Linked DNA regions of Mus musculus: all the other regions are linked to region 1. A link is a contact called in public HiChIP or PLAC-seq data. All regions are on one chromosome and are shown on one strand. Each heading gives the region's core, a stretch centred on a gene start, on an enhancer-like site or on the middle of the called end of the contact. The rest is flanking DNA. Distances are from core to core; before and after follow the strand shown. Region 1 holds the start of Mrm3 (mitochondrial rRNA methyltransferase 3). Region 2 overlaps Gm12339 (predicted gene 12339). Region 3 overlaps Abr (active BCR-related gene).

Region 1 (3,329 bases), core at 260-2,759:
GTATCTGGAGGGGAAGAAAGACACTAGAGAGGCACTGAAGATGAACTTGTAAGCCTCCACTCTACTGCCACGCCTGACCCCTGAGATGGACATCCAGGCCTCAGAGTGGAGAGGGAAAACCGATCCTCACATTGTCTTCTAACCCATGCACGTATACACACAAAATAAAGTTTTGTTTTGAGATAGGGCTTCAATGTTTGCTCTGGCTGTCATGGAACTCACTTTGTAGACCAGGCTGACCTCAAACTCAGAAATCTGCCTGCCTCTGCCTTCCAAATTCTGGAATTTTAAAGGCTTGCATTACTCCTGGCTCATAAAATGTTTTTAACATTCCATAAAACAAACAAACAAACAACAACTGGGCTTTTTTTTTTTTTTTCATGCCTCCTCAGCAGGAAGGAGGTGCAAACAGGAATGTCAGGGGTCGAAGCTATCCATAGCTACATACAGAATGTGAAGCCTGCCTGAACTACAATTGTCAAAAACAAGCAAAAGCCCCACAATTAAGTATGAATGAGAAATTGGTTCAGTTGCCAGTAAAATACCATCAAAACATAGAGGCCTGAGAAGTCCTATTTCTTTTTAGACGTTAGTCAATAAAAATTTAAACTTGATTTAAATAAAATTCGTTACCTTAAGACAAGTATGAACAAGAAAGTCTAGGATACTACACTTGTATGAAATAGAAATCCCAGATATTGGCACACTGTATATCACTGACCCATTATTCCTTGTGGCGTTACTAGGTCTGACCAATCCTTGATGTCCTCAAATTTCACCTTAATGAGGCTGACGTCTTTCAGCTTGTCTACCGGCAACTCCTTGACGTACTCCAGACGGCTAAAAAAGAACGCTTTGGGCACAGCTCCAGCCTTGAGAGCATCTGCAATCAGCCTGCGACCTTCCAGTAGGATCTTCCCTTGCTTTTCCCGAAAAGGCCTGGACTTAACTATTGTCATCACACTGCTGTGGGTGCAAACAGAGAGGGGATGATTATCAACGCTCTTGGCATGGAGGGATACATGAAGTTCTAACAGACACGCACAAGCCTCAAAAGACGACATTTATTTTGCACCGTCGAAACAGTAAGAGCCAGAAGCTTCACAGTGAAGCAAGAAAAGAAACGGGAGCAGATGACAAGTCTCAAAAACATATCACCTTAGCCTCCTGTCCCCGGGAAAGGCCTTATCGTAGCGAAGCCCTGCCTCTTCCCAGGTGTGAGGGGTCTGGGATGGGGATGTCTCAAGAGGCTGTTTCTGTCGCTGTCCCTGGGAACTGGCCTTAGGGACCGCCTTGCGAGGCTGCTGGTCAGGAGCGCGCTTCCGTTCCTCCACCTGTCCCGAGGGAGACAACACTCTCACCGGGCTACGCCGCAGCGCCCGGACCCAGCGCCGAGCGTTGAGGTCCCGAGTCTGGACCACCCGCAGCAATGATCCCAGGGAGCACCACATGCCCTTCGCCGGCGCTGCCATCTTTCCCCTGGCGCGCGCTACCTCACCCGAGCGCGCGGTCGAGTGTTAGTGACGTCACCCGACGATCCTTCCCGGTTTGGTGGGCGGGGTGTCCCTCTGCCTGGAACTCGGTTTTCGTGTTGGGAGCCATGGCCACTCGTCGAGCTCTGCACTTCGTTTTCAAAGTGAAGAACCGCTTCCAGACAGTGCATTTCTTTCGAGATGTCCTGGGGATGCAGGTGCAGACCGGGACCGAGCGGGGCTAGCGCGAGACCCCGATGGGCGGCCGGGCCGCACCAGGGGAGGGAAGACGCCGTGGGCGCGCGGCCACCCCAGCCGCCAGGCCCTAGACTCCGCGTTGCCACGCCGGTGTTTTCAGCTTTTGCGAGCCCCCCTCTTTCGGGTTGGGAAGCCTTTGAAAGGGGACTCACCTACCAGCTGTGTTGTCTACGCACGTTCACCTACAGCCCTTCTCAAATATTTTTTACACTCCTGGCTTGGGGAGCCTGCTGTCTATAGTGAAGGAGCGTTGATAGGCAAAACGTTATTTTAAAAAGCCCCTTCCAGTTCACGACAGAGCGGTCTCCTGGTTTGAAAGGTTTGGGTGTGATCAGCAAATTTCGGCTTCCATCAGAGCTGCGGATTTGAAATTTAGGCTCTGGGAGGGGGACCCATGGCTTTGCGCATGCTAAACAAGCACTCCGCCATCGGATTCCGCGAACAAGCCCTGTCCGAGCAAGTTTGAACGGTCTCTTTCGTAGGTGCTCATGATCTGTGGCTCTGTTCTAAACAGCCCAGATGTAAGTATGAGGTCAGAATCAAGTCGCCTTCCTAGTACCTGGAAACAGTCTGAGAAGCTGTGATTCTAAGGGGGTCACTTAGCTGAAAGTGTAGCGGAAAGGTTTATTGAGCTCTTTGGTAAGCCAGGGAGGTAGGAGCACACCAGTGCAGAATTTATTTATTTATTTTTAACAGACTTGTAGCAGTCCAAGTCTAGCTGGGTGTAGAGATGGTACAGGAGGTAAGGACTGTAAAGGAAGTTGCACAAATCAGTCAACACAGGTTAGTCATAAAAATATCTGCTGTGTAGGGGCTGGAGACATGGCTCAACTTTTAAGAATGATTGCTCTTCTTCCAGAGGGTGTAAGATGGGTTCCAGGTGTTGGATGGCTCACAACCATCTGTAACTACAACTCCCAGGGAATCTGACCTGTGGCAGGCAGGCAGATAGACACACACACACACACACACACACACTCCTGGTGTTTGAAGGTACCATGGTAAGGTTAGGTATAGACTAAATGACTCTGGCATTTGTTCCCAATTAGAGCACATGATGTAGGAAATATTAGATTTATACCTACCAGTCAGAGTTTAGTGATACTACATGTCATTATTCTATTTCTTCATTGATCAAAAGATTGTTGTTAAGATTAAACATGTTACCTTTTAGGTGGTAACTGACTCACAGGTAGTTTGTGTTCTGTAAAGTAATAGCTACTTTTATGTTAAAAATGCAAAAGGAGAGATTTACCAACCTAGGCTCTCAGGAAATAATTCATGAGAACCTTGCATAAATTGACCCTGAAAAGGAACATTTCCACGTACCAGGGTTAGAGGGGAAAGTTATTCAAGAAGGCCTGGATAGGTGATGTGGAGATATTTGGAAAATGACACTGATTTTATGTGCATTTGGCTAGGTGAAGAGATTGGGGTGTGAGAAGGTACAGGTTGGGTTCGTCTCTGGTGTTGTCTTGAATGCTATGCATGCAAAGCAATTTGGATTTTATGCTAAAGTAAAGGGGAGCCTGTGATACCACCAGAGCTGTGCTGTAGGAATATATCTTTAAGATGGTATTAAGGAAAGAAATCAGTAAG
Region 2 (3,329 bases), core at 363-2,862, 430 kb after region 1:
CCAACAGTGTCAGCTAATGGAAATAACAGGATGATAAATAAGTCCAAGGGAAGAGTGATTTCCTTATAGCCTGCTTGGCTCAGAAAACACTGACTGTAGTAGAAATTGGAGGAGTCAGAGCCGAAACCTAGGAAAAGGAACACAAGCTTCCAGCCTGCCGCTGGTATTGTGGTCTCCAGACATGAATGACAGAGAGTGTTGGGGGAGCCCAGGCTGAGTGCACAGCTGGCCCCAAGGAGACATGTTCCCCCTCAGAGTCCCAGGCTACCGGCTAAGTGATGAGACTGCAGGTCACGGGCGGAAGCCATGGCCCCAGTCAGGACAGCTCACACATGGCTCTTTTCCCCAGCTCCGAGAATGACTCAACGTCAGACAAGTAACTTAACCTCTCAGAGCTCAGCTTTCCAGAAATAACAATAGTGAGGGCGACGTGAAGTAACCCATGACACACACTCAGGGTGGTGCACAGGAATGGCAGCTGTTGGGCTGCCCAGCCTCGACACCCTCTCCATCTGTGCCTGCTCCCATAAGCAGAGGGCACAGAACAACTGTTGGGGCCCAGTGCACCACAGCTGGAGGTGCCGGGCACTGCAGCGGGAATAGGAATTGAATGCAGGACCCTGAGAACACTTAGGACACCAGGCCTGTCTCAGAAGGACAGCTCAGAGTCATACAAAGCATTCATTCTGGGGGACTCAGCCTGACCCCCTGCCTCTCCCCAGCTGCTATGCACCTAAGCGGTTTCTCTAATCTCTAAGGCTTTCAAATAATTGGAAGTTATTATTTCCCTCACCCATCTGGATTTTGTTTGGTTTTATGATTCCCTTTTTAAAACTATTTATATATATTTGTATTTTGTGTGTGTGTGTGTGTGTGTGTGTGTGAGAGAGAGAGAGAGAGAGAGAGACAGACAGACAGACAGACAGACAGACAGAGACAGAGTGAGAGAAAGAGAGAGAGATACCACTATGACAGACAGAGAACAAGTTGCCGGAGTCTGTTGGCTCCTTCTACCACATGGGATTTGGAGATCAGGTTTGGCAGCAATACTCTTTCTCTGCTGAGCCATCTCACCAGCTCCTCTGGTTGCTTTTTAGGTTGTTTTATTGAAGAACACCTCTTTCTTTTTGTGCTGAGATTGTGCCCAAGGTCTTGTATGCACTCAGCCCTGAGCTGCACCCCAGGCCTTCTTAGGAAGCTTTCAAGGATGAACAAGGAACACTATTTTTCCAGTGAATATGTGTCTTGTAAATTTTGAGTTCTTTTCCAAGGTGCTTTGGAAGGAAGGAGGCCTCTGTACACACACACACACACACACACACACACACACACAAGCCCCAGGGAGGTGGAGTCTCAGCAAGCTCCTAAATGGAAGCACCAGAGGCCAGGAGCAGAGGGCTTCGCTGCTCTTCAGAAGCCAAGACCCCTGGGGAGGCCAGGACACTGGTGGATCAGAAATAATCAGGCCTGGCCAGGCCACTGCCCTCTGTGCTTGCAGCAAGGCCACATGCTGCAGGCTGCACCGAGCTCCTTCTGAAGCTAGCTCTGACTGCTTACAGGCCTTGATTCCTTCATTCCCAGCAATTGGCTGGCTTCCCGGGGCTGGAGCGGCCTTGAAGTTGACTGCTAGATAAGAAAAAGAGCTTTGCTCACTTTTGTTGTTGACTCAATCCAGTCAGAGCCAATAGCATGAAGACTTCAAACCTCCAAGGAAGTCTCCCTCAGCTGTGTTGTGTGGGCAAATTCAGGGCTGGATTACAGAGGCAAATGAAGTCCCAGCCATACTGAGTCTCCCAGGGAGAGCTGGATTGCAGAGGTGAGGTCCCAGCCATACTGAGTCTCCCAGGGAGAGCTGGATTGCAGAGGTGAGGTCCCAGCCATACTGAGTCCCAGGGCTGGATTGCAGAGGGGAGGTCCTAGCCATACTGAGTCCCAGGGCTGGATTGCTCACACTTTACCTTGTCAACTAACAGCTGGTGAGATGGCACAGTGGGTAAAGACTCTTGCCACCAAGCCCAAAGACCTCAATTGATTCCCCAGAACCCAAAACTCACATGGTTGTAATAGAGAATAGATTCCTAAAAGTTGTCCTCTGACTTTCACATGTTCCCAAGTATGCTGTGCACACATAACAAACTGACTTTTAAAAGTTAACTTGCGGGCTGGAGAGATGGCTCAGTGGTTAAGAGCACCGACTGCTTTTCCAGAGGTCCTGAGTTCAAATCCCAGCGACCACATGGTGGCTCACAGCCATCTGTAATGAGATAAGACGCCCTCTTCTGGTGCACCTGAAGACAGCTACAGTGTACTTATGTATAATAATAAATAAATCTTTAAAAAAAAAAGAAAGAAATGTAATTTAAAAAAAAAGTTAACTTGCCAACTAAGAATATAAAAATACCTACCAGGTGTGGTGAAACAGACCTATAATCTCATGATTTGAGAAGTCAGGCAGGAAAACCTTGAGTTCAAAGTCAGCCTGGGATGCATAGTAAAGACCTTGTCTAAAAACAGGTGGGGAGAGAAGAATATAAAACCATAACTATATATAAAGCCAATCTCATTTCAGGGAAAAGGGGATCAATTTGTGAAAACGGCTGTCTTAGTCTCTAATGTGCTCCACTTTCCTATGCTTTTGCACCTGCATCTGGGTCGAGTGACAAGGTCTCATCAGAACCCTGTCAGCTTGGCCCAACCTCCCTGGGCAGAACCGTGCCTTGGGAACCAGATGCCGGAATTCCTGGGTTCCAGGCTTGGGATAACCCATTGCCCAGTCTGGGCAAAATCCCTGTCCATACACAGCCTGGTTTTGAACCTACTCTTTCTGGAACAGGATGCTGTAGATGTCTCTGTGCCTCAGTTTCCCTCATCCTGGCATGTGCAGCAATCACTACGCTTACCCCCCATGGACTCTAGGGCAGACTGTGTGTGCTCACTCCATGCCTGAGGTTGCATTTCAGCTCGGCCCCTCCAGCCTTCTGCAGCTCTGCGGAGTTCAGAGTCCACTGATAGGACTGGGTGGAAATGTGCAGGCCAGCTGAAGAGTTGCTGGATCCCATTTCTGAGAGTGTAGAACCAGCCAGTCCTGAGATCATGCCAAACTCTGCTTCCAAAGCACCTGAGCAGAAGCTGGGACCTTGAGGCCCAGCCCCACAGATGGAAGGCACCCTTCATGTAAAGACTCTATCAGAGCTCCACCAGAGGACCCCATCACCTACTTACCACCCACCATCTCAGACATACATTATCCATACATATGCCTAAGCATATGCAAGCACACACACAAAGAACAAAGAAGCTCTCAATACCAACTCTCACTAGTTTGAGTG
Region 3 (3,329 bases), core at 224-2,723, 280 kb before region 1:
ATACATGTATATGCCCTTTAAATTTGCCGTTATTTTAAGTGCACAGTTCTGTGGGCTTAAATACATTCATGATTGTATGACCACCGTGTGTGACTGTCCCAGGCTCTTCTCATTCTGCAGTGATATTGCCCCACTCGTCAGCAACACCCACTCCCTCTCCCAGCCCCAGCAACTCCTGTTTATACTTTCATTTCTACAATGGGGTACCACACTTATTTATTTTTGTGACCAGCTTATTTCATATAGCATAATATCCTCAGGGTTCATTAGGACTATACCATGGGCTTGAATTTCTTTGCATCTTGATGTGGAAGATACTCCATTGCTTATAGGTGCCACGTTTGTTTATCCCTTCACTCCTGGGGACCTTGTGTTGCTCCCACCTTTTGGGTCTTGTAATAATGTTCTTGTGGACTCCCTTCATATGGGCTATCCTTGGATTTTACTTGGTGCTGGGGCTGTGGACCTGGCCTTGGGGGTAATGGTAGAGAGCAGGAGAGTCATAGCCACGTGGAGGGCCTGGCCTGTGCAGCTGAGGCATGAGAATCAGAGAGTTCAAGGCCAGCCAGGGCTACATAGCTTCTGGGTAGCCTGATCTATGTAAATCCCATCGCAACAAAACAAACAAAGCAAACTCAAGATTTGAGGGCTCCTGGAACCAGCACCTTCTGAAGGACGACGTTCCAGATTCCCAGAACAACGTGTTGAGTTTCTTGTTTTACCAGCAGGAGGGTGTCTGTGAGCTGGCATAGGAAGAAGGAAAGTATGGGCGTGGCATCTGTGAGCCTGGGATTGGCCAGATGATCACATAGAAGAGCTGGATTCCTCTGTTAGTGTTCTTGGTTATGTTATAGGACCAGGCTAACCCTTGAAGCCCTGACTTACCACAGGCAAGGCTGCCTCTTGCTTACAGGTCCATTGCAGGTAAGCAGGTTAGTTGGGGACCATCCTGGATGGCGCTATGGCCTCCAAGGCCCACGGCCTCAGTGGATGAGGAAGAGTGATTGTACATGGTTTCTCTCTGCCTCTCTGTCTAATGTCCACTTAAACTTTGGTGGCCAGAAGTGCTCACAAGGCCTCGTCCAACTGCAGAACAGCTGGATAGGGTGGACCTTGGTGGATCCAGAAGGAGAGGAGAACGGGATATTGTTGAGTGCTGGACGTCATGTCCAACATGACACCTGTGAGAAGGAAGAAGGCCCCCAAGCTTGCCTTGTGGCCAGGGTGGTCCTGGCATGTGAGTGTGTGCCACTGGGCTGAGCTTTCTTACTGCCATTGTCTCATGGAATACTCACAATGAAATTATCATTCCATTACACTGTTGAGGAATCCACAGATCCAGGCCACAGCCTCAACCACAGCCACCTGCCCCAAGGTGATGGCTATGGTTGCTGGCAAGTGCTCACTTATGCTGGAGCTGACCAGAGTAGTGGATGTTAGAGGTGGGTGGGGAACCCATGTGTGTCCACTTGTGCATAAGGAGATGGGCTTGGCTGTTCCTGGGCTCAGATTTCACCTGGCTTTGCCTCTATAGCCCCAGAAAGTAATACTGTTGTAAATTTTAATGAGTTCTCTTTGAAGCAGTAAAATCACTGCTGTTCTGTAGCCGAAAGAGGGCATGGGGACCTCTTTTAGTTCTGCTAGTAAAAAAAAAAAAAAAAAAAAGCTTTCTGAAGTGCTGGTAACTGAATCCAGGTGTTCATGTATGCTAGGCATATGTTCTGCCACTGAGCCACATCCTCAGCTTCAACGGTGGAGTTCTTTTAAGGTTTGGGGGGGGGGGGCTCTGGATGGAGAGCCAGCAGCTGGGACGGAATGCCATAGATAGAGTGAGGTCTCCCAGCCACATTGAGTAGAGTGCCTGGGTTGTGTGAGGTGTGCAGGAGTGTACAAGTTGGGAGTGCCTTTGTCCACTTCTGTAGGGTAGTATGGAAGTGGGGAGCCATATGCCCTTGGGGATTCTGGAACTGGTGGCTGCCAACCCATAGCATCACTCTGGATCTCTCACTGACTCCTCTAAGCCTCACGATACTTTTCTCTGAGCTGCCTGCCCCTTACTGCTTCTCAGCACTGGATTGAAAATCATTTAATGTTTCATGAATACCCTAAGGACTCATAAAGGCATTTATGGGAGAGGGCTCTGAGGAGGCCATTGCAGGCAGGTGATAAGAGCCTTTGGATTTGAAGATCATTATCATGATGGTCATCCCTGTCAGACCTCCTGGCTGCTCCCCCTTTTGTGGCTTTGTGGCTGAACATTTCCTACTGAGGACAAGGAAAGACAGAAAGGAGCCTTAAATGAACCCAGTCCAGGTTCCTTACTTGTTATCACCCCCAGGATGGTCCTGAGGGATGTTAGCTCTGACAAAGGTTAGAATTTCTGAAGATTGGTCAGAGCAACCTCCTGGACCCTACACCTTAAATAGCCAAATCAGTTGTTCTGAGGAGAGCTTAGAAAGCGTCTTAGGGACCGGTGTCAGTCAGCCAGCCAGCCAGCAGCTTTCCTGTACATGTGCTATGTGAATTCTGTTCTCCGTGCCTGAGTAACGGCTTGCAGACCAAAGCCATCTTTGCCCTCTAGTCTCCTGCCACCTAGTGGACAAACCAGAACATACCATTCAGAACGTGCCAATGGAAGCAGACCAACAACACTGTACACAGACCGTTTATTGTTGTTACTTTGGTCTCGTTGACCAAGTGATTTATTGTCTGGGAAATGTCCTCCTTATCGAGTGTCTCTCATTGTTCTCCAGGATATAATAAACACCCCAGTGACAGATGAAGAAGTGGAGGTGCCAAGAGAACGAACAACTTGCAGAAAACATAGAACTAGAACCTGGCCTTTCAAAGCCCTGGCTTGGCCTCAGTCTCATTAAGCAAGTGATAGGCTCCAGTCATGGAACTGGGGGTCAGCTCCTGCCCCTGCATCTGGCCTGTGATATCTTAGGAGGTATTTCTTGACTGGCTAGATTATTCACACATACAATAAGTCTCCCCTTCATTATGGATGGAAGGACATATGTTGGTTTGGTAGTGTCTGTCTTACATGTTCAGTGCACATATAACTGCCTTTCCTTTTTTTTTTTTTTTTTTTTTTTTTTTTTTTTTTTTTTTTTTTTCCATTTTTTATTAGGTATTTAGCTCATTTACAATAACTGCCTTTCCTACAGAGTAAGTAGGGTAGTTGTTTTCCTTTGTCTTGGTCAGGTGTGATGGTACATGCCTAGAATCTCAGCACTCAGCAGGCAGGAGCAGGATGATCATAAAATCAAGGCCAGTTTGGGCTATATCATGAGATCCTGCCTCTACAAAAGGGATATAGGAACTGA

What was found. HiChIP or PLAC-seq counts read pairs in DNA pulled down with a chosen protein or histone mark.
Region 2: a contact with region 1 is called in an H3K4me3 HiChIP or PLAC-seq map of neural progenitor cells, with 5 times the contacts expected there. The contact joins the enhancer-like site here to the promoter of Mrm3 in region 1. A contact is called at or near these places in 3 of 39 promoter capture datasets (the 3T3-L1 cell line, cranial neural crest and trophoblast stem cells), 5 of 115 datasets of contacts at active chromatin or transcription factors (craniofacial prominence, embryonic limb bud, embryonic stem cells and 2 more) and 2 of 9 other capture datasets (embryonic stem cells and liver).
Region 3: a contact with region 1 is called in an H3K4me3 HiChIP or PLAC-seq map of embryonic limb bud, with 2.7 times the contacts expected there. The contact joins the enhancer-like site here to the promoter of Mrm3 in region 1. A contact is called at or near these places in 2 of 39 promoter capture datasets (liver and neutrophils), 1 of 484 Hi-C or Micro-C datasets (pro-B cells), 6 of 115 datasets of contacts at active chromatin or transcription factors (the 230-238 cell line, embryonic limb bud, embryonic stem cells and 1 more) and 1 of 9 other capture datasets (liver).

What each region holds. Positions count from the first base shown.
Region 1 is chr11:76,241,916-76,245,244 of GRCm38.p6, reverse strand. It overlaps Mrm3 (mitochondrial rRNA methyltransferase 3), which reads right to left and starts at 1,509. Exons shown (of 4, transcript NM_183263.5): 1 at 1,159-1,509; 2 at 722-966. The coding sequence starts at 1,472. It overlaps Glod4 (glyoxalase domain containing 4), which reads left to right and starts at 1,546. Exons shown (of 9, transcript NM_026029.3): 1 at 1,546-1,690. The coding sequence starts at 1,601.
Region 2 is chr11:75,810,379-75,813,707 of GRCm38.p6, reverse strand. The region is part of intron 1 of Gm12339 (predicted gene 12339); the gene reads right to left. Among named protein-coding and RNA genes, the nearest start is that of Doc2b, 16 kb to the right of the region's middle. Within about 2 kb of position 1,612, at least 112 of the 459 cell types and tissues checked have an H3K27ac peak or open chromatin away from gene starts, as enhancers often do. A contact at or near this core is called in liver and neural progenitor cells, where this site is marked.
Region 3 is chr11:76,524,390-76,527,718 of GRCm38.p6, reverse strand. The region is part of intron 1 of Abr (active BCR-related gene); the gene reads left to right. Among named protein-coding and RNA genes, the nearest start is that of Abr, 45 kb to the left of the region's middle. Within about 2 kb of position 1,473, at least 13 of the 459 cell types and tissues checked have an H3K27ac peak or open chromatin away from gene starts, as enhancers often do. A contact at or near this core is called in embryonic limb bud, where this site is marked.